Regions from separate parts of the Macaca mulatta genome. Here all the other regions are linked to region 3. A link is a contact called in public Hi-C data. All regions are on one chromosome and are shown on one strand. The core of a region is the stretch at or near the end of the contact, and the rest is flanking DNA. Distances in the headings are between cores, read along the strand shown.

Region 1 (2,786 bases), core at 39-2,538, 140 kb before region 3:
TACAGTTTACTGGCATTTAGCACACTCACAATGTTGTGGAACCATCATCTATCTAGTTCCAAAATGTTTTATCACCCCTGAAGGAGTCCCTATACTCATTAAGCAGTCATTCCCCATTCCTTCCTCCCCACCCCCAGCCCTGGGCAACCACTACTATGCTTTCTGTCTCTGTGGATTTACCTATTCTAAATATTTCATAAGATGTAATCACATCATATGTGACTTTTTGTGTCTGACTTCTTTCATTAGCATACATTTCTGAGATTCATTCATTGCAGCATGTGTTATGTTAGCATTTTATCCCCCCTGCTCCTTTTTTTTTTTTTTTTTTTTTGAGACAGGGTCTCACTCTGTGGCCTAGGCTGGGGTGCAGTGGCATGAGCTCAGCTCACTGCAGTCTCCATAACCCAGGTTCAAGTAATCCTCCTGCCTTAGCCTCCCAAGTAGTTGGAACTACAGTTCCTTGCCACCACACCGGCTATTTTATTTTTATTTTTAGCAGAGATGAGGTCTCGCTATGTTGCCCAGTCTGGTTTCAAACTCCTGGTATTACATGATCCTCCTGCCTCAGCTTTCCAAAGTGTTGGGATTACAGTCATGAGCTGCCCTGCTGGGCCATTTTATTCCTTTTAATAGCTAAATAACATTCCATTAGATGGATGTATCACACTTTGTTTATCCATTCATCCTTTGACAGACGTTAGAGTTGTTTCCACCTTTTGGTTATTGTAAATAGTGCTGCTGTGAACACTGGTGTACATGCATTTGTCTGAATATCTGTTTTCAACTCTTTTGGGTATTTACCTAAGAGTGGAATTGCTGGTCAAATGGTAATCTATGTTTAAGTTTTTGAGGAGCCACCAAATTGTTTTCCAACAGCTCAATAATGTTTTACTGAAGTTAAATAGAATAAGCAGCGGGGAGTCTGGGAGGCAGGAATGAGGGCTTCTCCTGTCCTTCACAGGCAGCACTGGACTCTGCCATTTACCGGCTGTGTGATCTGGGTCAACGTACTTAAATTCCCTGGACTGCCTCCTAATCCTCAAAGTGGAGAAAATAAAACCTAATTTCTGTGAGCTGCGTGAGATACTGTTTCTGAAGCTCCAGGCACAGAGTAAGCCCCCGTGCATTAATTGCCTTTCCTTACTCCCTGACCTTGCCTTTTCACACTTCACTCGCTGCCACGTGGCGTCGGAGGCCAGTCCGCACCCGCAGCCCCCAGCTGAGCCAGGCTGCAGACTACAACTCCCAGCGAGCACTTCTTCCCGGCCGCCTCTCCCCGGCTGCTGCGCATGCTTTGGCAGACGTGGCACCGGGAACTCGGAGGCGGGGAGCGGCTGGGAAGTAGCCGTGGTGGTTGGCCGAGGTGGAGCTAGCAGGCGGGCGGGCGGGCGCGGGCGCCGGAGTGGAGAAAGGAGCCAGCGGTGGGCAGCGGCTGCGGGGATGGCGCGGGCTGGGCCGGCATGGCTGCTGCTGGCAATCTGGGTGAGACTGTGGGGTAGGGGTCCGGGCTGGGCCGGCACGTGTGCCCCGCGTGCCCTTCTGCGCTCTCTGCTCCAGCTCTCTCCAGGACGTGAGGGAAGCTGCCCCGGGGCACCGGGATGAGGGCGTGCATGCCAGGCAGGCGGGCACCGGGTGCTACGCGGGAGACAGCGGGAGTCCCGGTGCCCTCCCCGCCAAGCGCTCCCGGGCGCAGGGGCAGGAGGCAGCTGTGGGGCGCCGGGCGATCCCTGGCAGGGTGCTTACGCCACGGCCACAACTTTGCGGGGATGCAGGTCGGGGCACAGCCACCAGCTCAGGCGGGACGCCGGCGGGCTGCGGGTGTGCTCAGCCCCAGACTCCGAGCCCTGCACCTGTGTGAGTGCGGGGTGGGATGGGGGTGCTTACTACCTGCACTGCCGGAAACCTTGGTTTAGGGCCACCTTGTTCTTGGTTTCGGCCCCAGGCGTCTGGGAAACTGCGGGCCACCACCTGGGCCTCCGCCCACAGGCCAGGCTCGGTGGGCTGGGTGGGGTCGACGCAGCCCGCCCCTGCTGAGGAGCTGCTCCTACACCCAACTGAGGGGCTGGCTCGAGCCTCAGCCACTTTCTAGCCGTGTGACGCGCCGGTTCATTTAATGTATCTGAGCTAGTCTCCTCATCCATGATATAGAAAGGCAAAGGTACCCCCACAGGGTGGTTCTGAGGGTCGGATGAGGTCTCAGAGAAAGAAGCTGTGTAAACTGCAAAATCTTACGAAAGTGGAAAAGGAGTGGGCTCCAAGAGGAGTTTGCTACACTTGGTGGAGGGACTCCAGGCATCCCTGAGAGAGGTCGGAATGGGTGTGCCTGCTGGCCCAGGACTGGGGTTTGGCCTTCGTGTCGCTGTGGATGTGTGATGGGATATTGTGGCCATCTTTTCCATAACTTATGCCCTCCCTTATTTTAGGACCATCCTGGCTCCTTTTCTCCTGAAGTTCCAGGGAACTTCCTGCTCCTGGCACCCTCCCCAACCCAGATTTTCCCGTTATTTTCCATTTGGGTGTGGCAAGGACACTGGGCAAAGAGGAGGAGAAAAGGAGTGTGGGTTGAGTTGCTTGAAACACTTCCATCTCCCAATACCCTGGATCACCAGTGAGGAGTGGCCTGGGACTCTCTGGTTGGAAGCGGCTGGGGAAGGAAGCCCCCTGTTCTCTTAGGTCTGTGTTCTCACTCTCGGGGAGAACCAGGCTGGAGTGGGGCAGTGTCACTTCATTGCGTCTGGGTTTGTTGAACGCTATTTTGCCATCAGTCCCCTGGAGCCAGTTGG
Region 2 (3,091 bases), core at 334-2,833, 180 kb before region 3:
ATCGCAGGGGTGCGGGCAGAATCCAGCGCTCCTCTCTCCTCATCCAGACTCGCGGCCCACTCCCGCCTGGCGCGGTGGGCAGTCGGAACGACCCAAAGACTGGGCTTGGGGTAAGAACGGCGCTGCAGGTGGTCCTCCTCCTTGTTTAAAGTTTGCGGTGGGCAAAGGAGTCGGCTCCGTTGGGCCGGATCCTCTCGAGCCTCGCCTTCTTCCTCCTCCAGTCCCGCGACCACTTCCCTCTCGGCTCCCGCCCCGCGCGGGTCCCCGATCCCCTCTCCCGTCTGCATCCCTCTCTGTGCCCAAGCGCCCCCCGCTCCCTCCCTTCTCGCTGGATCTCCCGCAGGACGTGAGCGGAAAGTGAATGGGCAGCCCCAACCACAAAGACAAATTACCATGAGAAACATAAATCGGGAAATCGCCGCTCGCGTCCCCGCTTCCAGCTGCCGCACCCCTCTCCACCCTCCCAGGGCCCTGATCCACTGCCCCTGGGGCCTGACGGGCAGAGTTCGTGCTCCGCAGGGCAACAGTGTCCTGGAGGGGGGTCTGGGAAGAATCCGGGCGGCGGCTCCGCAGGCGGCGGCGGTGGAGCGGGGATGTCCCTGAGCGGGAGATTTCACACTCCAGGCGGGCCACGCGTTCCCACGCGCCTCGCCGCCCGCACTCTCCCTCCGAGCTGTTTACTAGCCGGCCCTACCTAAGCCTCCATCTCCTCACCTCTGTCCCTCTGTCCCTCTGTCCCTCAGCCTCACTCGTCCGTCTCCTTCTCCAGGCCTGGGTCCCGGGTCCCCATCGCCGCTGCAGCCCCGATGCGCCGACCACAGCCCGGGCAGGGCCCAGTGCAACCGGGACCCAGAGCTGGCGGGCGGCGGGAACGCGGCAGCGCCAAGGGCTCTTAAGCCGAGGTGGCAGCGGGTGGCGCGGAAGCCAGGGGACCCCCTGTCCTCCCGCCCGCAGCCTCACCTACCTGGCTTCAACTTGCCAGAGCCCAGACCCCTACCTCCCTACCCCGATACCCACCCGAGTTGCTGAAGTTTGCAAGTTGCAGCCCCAACCCGCGCAGGGGAAGCGCCCGGGGCTCCCGGGACTCACCTCCCAGCGACGGGTGCAGGTACCCGATTCCCCGCGGCTCCCGACTCCCGGGCGGCGCGGAGCGTCGGGGGCGAACCAGGAGAGCTGGCGGCCCGTCTGGGAATAGGGCGGCCGCGCAGGAAAGGCCTCCAGCTCTCAGCGCTCCAGTGCAGTCCCGACCCCGGCCCGCGCCAGCTGCACTCGGGCTCCCAGCAGCCGCTGAACGCGCTGCCGACCCGCCCGGCTCGGCGGAGCTGGGCTCTGGCACCAACCCCCGCGCTCCAACTAGCTCCCGACCCGGCGCGCGGAGAGAGCAGGGAGGAGGAGACCGCGGGAGCAGAAGGAGGGAGGGGGAGGTGGGGGAGGAGTTGCGAGCGAAAGGAGAGAAGGAGGGGAGCGGCAGCGAAAGAGAGGAGGGGGCTGGAGCGGACCTGCCGCGGCGGGCGCTGCACCCGCCAGCCTCGAGGCGCGCGGAGGAGCGCGAGGGGGCGCCCTGCGGCGCGGCCGCTCGGCCGACTCCCGCCCAGGGCCTGCAGAGTGTGGTTACCAGCCGGGTGGGCTGAAGCCCCTTCCCCGGCGGGCATTCCGGCGGCGAGACCTAGGCCCCCGAGCATTTGCCGCCGTTTGCCACATCCCGCCTTGCAGTGCTCGGTCACCCCATCTCGAATGTTACATCTTCGCGGGGCATCGGCGGGACCTGCCCAACCCAACACTCCGGGCCTGAGGAAGCTCCCCCAAATCCCACTCCGGACTCCCACATTCCCCAGCCCCATCAGTTCGGAACGATCTTCCTGCCTGTGGATTTGAAGGGGAAGGGACCTTGTGTAAAACGTGGGAGAGCCGTTATAACCTGCAGTGGCAGAGAGGGAGGCTAGGCTGCTGGGCTGGGCTGGAAAGCCAGAACTGGCCGATTAGGGTTAACCTTGCAAACTGTACGATATTGAGCGAACCTCTCCAAGCCTCAGTTTCCTCAGCTGTAAACTGGGGTTAGTAATACGCACCCTACAGAATTGTGAAGAACGAGTAGGGGATACGGGGAGTAAAATAACATCAGGAACAGTGGGAGGGCAGCCAAGAGATGAGCGATCCGCGGAGGTGCTGGAGCGTTCTCGGCTGAGGACGGAAGGTTTAGCGCAATCAAAACAAGCGAGGCCGAATTGTTTACAAGTTTAAGTGATCTAGTGTTTCTGATGGCTAGAAGGCGGGAGAGAAAGACGCAGGGGGCAAGCTTCAAATCCTAGCTGCCCGGGCTGCAAGAGGGATGGGAAGGGAGCCCTCTGCTGAACAAAAAATATATTTGAAAATTTAAAAAAAGGTGACCTAAGAACGAGTGAGAAAGACAAAGGATCTGAAAAGCTAAAACCAGGAAAGTGTGAATCTAAGAGATAACCAAAGAGAACTATGGAATAAAAATAGATAAGTTGGAGGAAGGAAAATATCAAAAGACTTTCTAGAGTATGCCAAAAATCGGATAATTAGAACAAAGTCTGAGTGAAGCATTTTACATAATAAAATTCTGGGTAAAGGAAACCCCGATAAAGCAGAAGAATTAAGACACTAAGAGCCCCAGAGAAGCACCTCCTCCCTGCCATCCTCCTACCCCTGGACCATGGCAAGAAGCAGTTTGACAGGATAATGGGAAAGAAGGGGTGGTTCTGAATCCAAGAAGGGAGTTTATGAGACACTGTAGAAAGAGAAACAGTGCAAGACCTCAAAGATAGACTTTCTAAGGCAACGGAAATGCTGAAACTCATAATGTGCAGAATGGAGAGAAACTTACAAAGGGAAAACACCTTCTGGACACAAAGGCAGAGACGCAGAGAAGAAAAGGAAGGAAATGGGCATGTGCGGGCATACCAGTCTGGTAGCCCATTCATTTAATATTGGGGTGAAAATCAAGTTGGAAGAGGCAGCACAGGATATTGAGTGAAAATCTATCATGAGCCCTGGACCATTCTTCCAGGTCCCAGGTTGAGATGGGGATAGGTCTCCTGATCCCCACTGTGGAACCTTCCCACTGTTA
Region 3 (3,003 bases), core at 145-2,644:
TAACATATTCCAAGCCATTTGCTCCTCCTCCTGTGTTCTGTGAATCAGTAAATGGCTTCTTAATCCATCTAGTTACTTAAGGAGTCATCCTTAATATTCCTCTTTCTTGACCCTTCCCGGCAAACCAATCTGTTATTAAGTCCCTTGGATACCATCTCTAATTTATACATATCTTGAAATTATCTACCTCTTTCTGTCTCTAACTCCCATTATACTAGTTCAAGCCATCATTTCTGGCTTTGCCTGATGCAACTGCCTCCAAATGGCCTTCCAGCAGCCTTTCTTGCCCTCTTCCGAACTATTCTCCACAAACAGCCTGAGTGATTCTTAAATATGCAAATAGGATCCTACTTAATAGTCTTTATTAGTTGCCCATTGACCTTGGGCTGAGATGAGACAAGGGCCAGACCATGCTGGCTCTTATTGGCCACATTACAGATTTCAGGCTGTATTTTGGAAGTTTCTCCTTGCTCCCTACACTCCATCCACACTGACTTCCTTTTACTTCCTAGAGCACAAGAAGTTCTTTCATGCCCCAACAACCTCACACATAATAGTTCCTTGACGGGGAACATTCTCTAAGGTTCTTTAATATGCCTGCAGCTTAAAAGGCACTTATTCAGAAGTCTCTTTCCTGACAGTCCAAAATTAATTCATCATTGCACCCACTAATTTTCCCTCCCAGTACTGATCACAATTTATAATTCTGTAACTATTTATGCTTTCATATCTTTTGCTCCAATTACGTCTTAAATTCCATCAAGTGTTATGTCCACTCCTGTAACCCCGCGTTTAACACGGTGCTTGGCACATGGTAAACAGCCAGTAAATGCCTGTTTAATAACGCATGACCGATGCGAAAGCTGGAAGGGGTCAAGGGGTCGGCATCTGGCACTTCTCTGCCATAGTTTGTTTCCTTCTTGTGTGTGGGTATAGACGGGGCCAGGTCCTCTCCTTGCTCACCCACAGGGGGCTTTTCTCCCTGTCCCCTTTATAAGTGTCTGCTGTAGGGGCCGCGTGTGAAAGACAAAATGCCTGCAGATACAGGGCGGCGAGCGGAGGGGATTGGCCCTATTTCTAAAGTCAACGTAGTTCTGTCATCAGAGGACTGTACTTTTCTGGCGCAGGTGCGAGAGACGCTGCCAATCTCTCCTGGAGCGGGTGGGACTAAGGCGGGTCCTGGGATCGGGCGGGTTGTTGTGTCCTTCCTGCAGAATCCGATTGGCCTGGGCGAGCCGAGGGAACGGGGGCGTGGTTTGATTCCGCGGGCGCGAGCCACGTTGGACGCGGCGCAGCCCCGCCGAAAGGCCCCTCCCAGGCCCCACAATGCACTGCGGGGTGCGTCACTCGGAGCGGCGGGTCCCGTCTCGACAGGTACTACCCGGCCCCTCCCAGTCCTCTTCTTCCCTTCTTAGGGGTCGTTCGAACCCCTGCCGGCCTCTCCCCTCCCTCTCCCTGCCTCCCGCGACAGCCTCGGTCTTCGCCCTCGGGACTGAAGACCTACCCGACGGGCAGGAGCCAAGTCCGTGCCTTTGGGGTGGGAGCCGGGGCCGCGGAGCTCTGGAGGGACGGGCAAGCAGGGACCCCGTCCACTTCGACTTGAGGTTTCTCTGGGGCCACGCGGGCGGCCGTTGCGCCTCGTCTGAGCCGCCTGGGGTATTGGGCAGCCAGGGAAGGAGTGTCTAAAGGGGAGGGACAGTCGCACTTGGCTGTCAGTAGGTTGGTAGGGATTCCCTGGCGCCCAGTTGTCAGAAACACGGTGATCTACCTGTGTAGGTGGCCCGCGGGAGCTTGAGGTGGTATTTCCTATTTCTGTTAGGCAGAATGGGACTTGAACCAGTGTCTTACTTTACGTCTTGCGGGGATGGAGTGAGCACTGAACCCAGATATTTGCCCGTGTTGGCTCACGGAAACCTCTTGAGACCCTGCCTCAAGAGTCACTTTGGGAACGATGTGGCAGAAGGGAGACCTGAGCAATTGGCTCAACAAGTGGAGGAGGCTTCCGAAAGAAAAGGACAAGCCCCAGCTGTCCTGAATCTCTCTGCCAGTGAAGACAGCTTAAGATAATTTTTCTCCTGCTGCTTAGTTTCCTGGGTCATCCACCTGGGGCAGGGGGCTAGCTTGAGAACCAGTCCCTCCTGGGCCTATTCAGCCAAGGCAAAGCCTAGCCCAGAGCAAAAATGTCAGCCACCAGACTGGAGATGTTGGGAACTTCAGTCAGGGGAACAGCCACTTTTCAAACTCTGAATCACTTTTCATGTTATTGATATTTGCTTACATGCTAAGATCGGAAGGAATCAGGCGGTGCCTTAAACGGTACCTACAATTTCTGGCATATTAAGGTTCCTTCAGTATTTGATTCTGACACCTGTGACCGTATCCTAAAGTAATGGGACATTCGGGTATTTCCTATGTTGAAAACCATCACATCTGTTTAGTGCCTTTTTGTGTGTGTGTGCGTGCAACTGGTTAAAATCGAAGTATATCTTATGTTGGTCTATGAAAGAGGCCCAGGTATCACAGGGGTGCCTGTGACCTTCCTTGAGTGTCTCACAGAGTTGTTAGAGTTGGGTCTGAGTTTAAATCCCTACTTTGTCACGTACTAGTTTAGGGATTAAAAAAATTCCTTAAGCTTTCTGGGCTTGAATTTCCTCAAAGGTAAAATGGAACTAATAATACCTACTTCACAGGTTTTTGGAAGGCTTAAATGAGGTAATGTGTATAAAGTGCGTGGTCCATGGAGAGTAATCAATAAATAATATAGCAAATATTTAATATAGTGCTTTTAGTATGTTACAAGGCAGTGTTTCAGGCGCTTTACATGATCCTATGAGATAGATACTATTGGCATCTTTAAAATAAGCCTATGAGATAGATACTGTTAGTAGCCATAATGTATAGATGTAGAAAGGCAAAGCTTGCCCAAATTTACATGTCTGCTACATGGTGGAGCCAGGATTAGAACCCAGGCAGCAAGTGAATAGGAGTTTCTATATCCCTGGT

Evidence for each region. Hi-C and Micro-C count contacts between places; a contact is called where the count stands out from the background.
Region 1: a Hi-C map of liver shows a contact between it and region 3, with 2.7 times the contacts expected there. The contact joins the promoter of PDIA5 here to the promoter of SEC22A in region 3. A contact is called at or near these places in 2 of 14 Hi-C or Micro-C datasets (fetal cortex germinal zone and liver).
Region 2: a contact with region 3 is called in a Hi-C map of fetal cortex germinal zone, with 2.4 times the contacts expected there. The contact joins the promoter of SEMA5B here to the promoter of SEC22A in region 3. A contact is called at or near these places in 2 of 14 Hi-C or Micro-C datasets (fetal cortex germinal zone and liver).

What each region holds. Positions count from the first base shown.
Region 1 is chr2:160,707,204-160,709,989 of T2T-MMU8v2.0, reverse strand. It overlaps PDIA5 (protein disulfide isomerase family A member 5), which reads left to right and starts at 1,288. Exons shown (of 15, transcript XM_077993796.1): 1 at 1,288-1,485.
Region 2 is chr2:160,747,024-160,750,114 of T2T-MMU8v2.0, reverse strand. SEMA5B (semaphorin 5B) reads right to left here and starts at 1,583. Exons shown (of 22, transcript XM_077993801.1): 1 at 1,090-1,583.
Region 3 is chr2:160,565,176-160,568,178 of T2T-MMU8v2.0, reverse strand. It overlaps SEC22A (SEC22 homolog A, vesicle trafficking protein), which reads left to right and starts at 1,394. Exons shown (of 8, transcript NM_001194575.3): 1 at 1,394-1,522.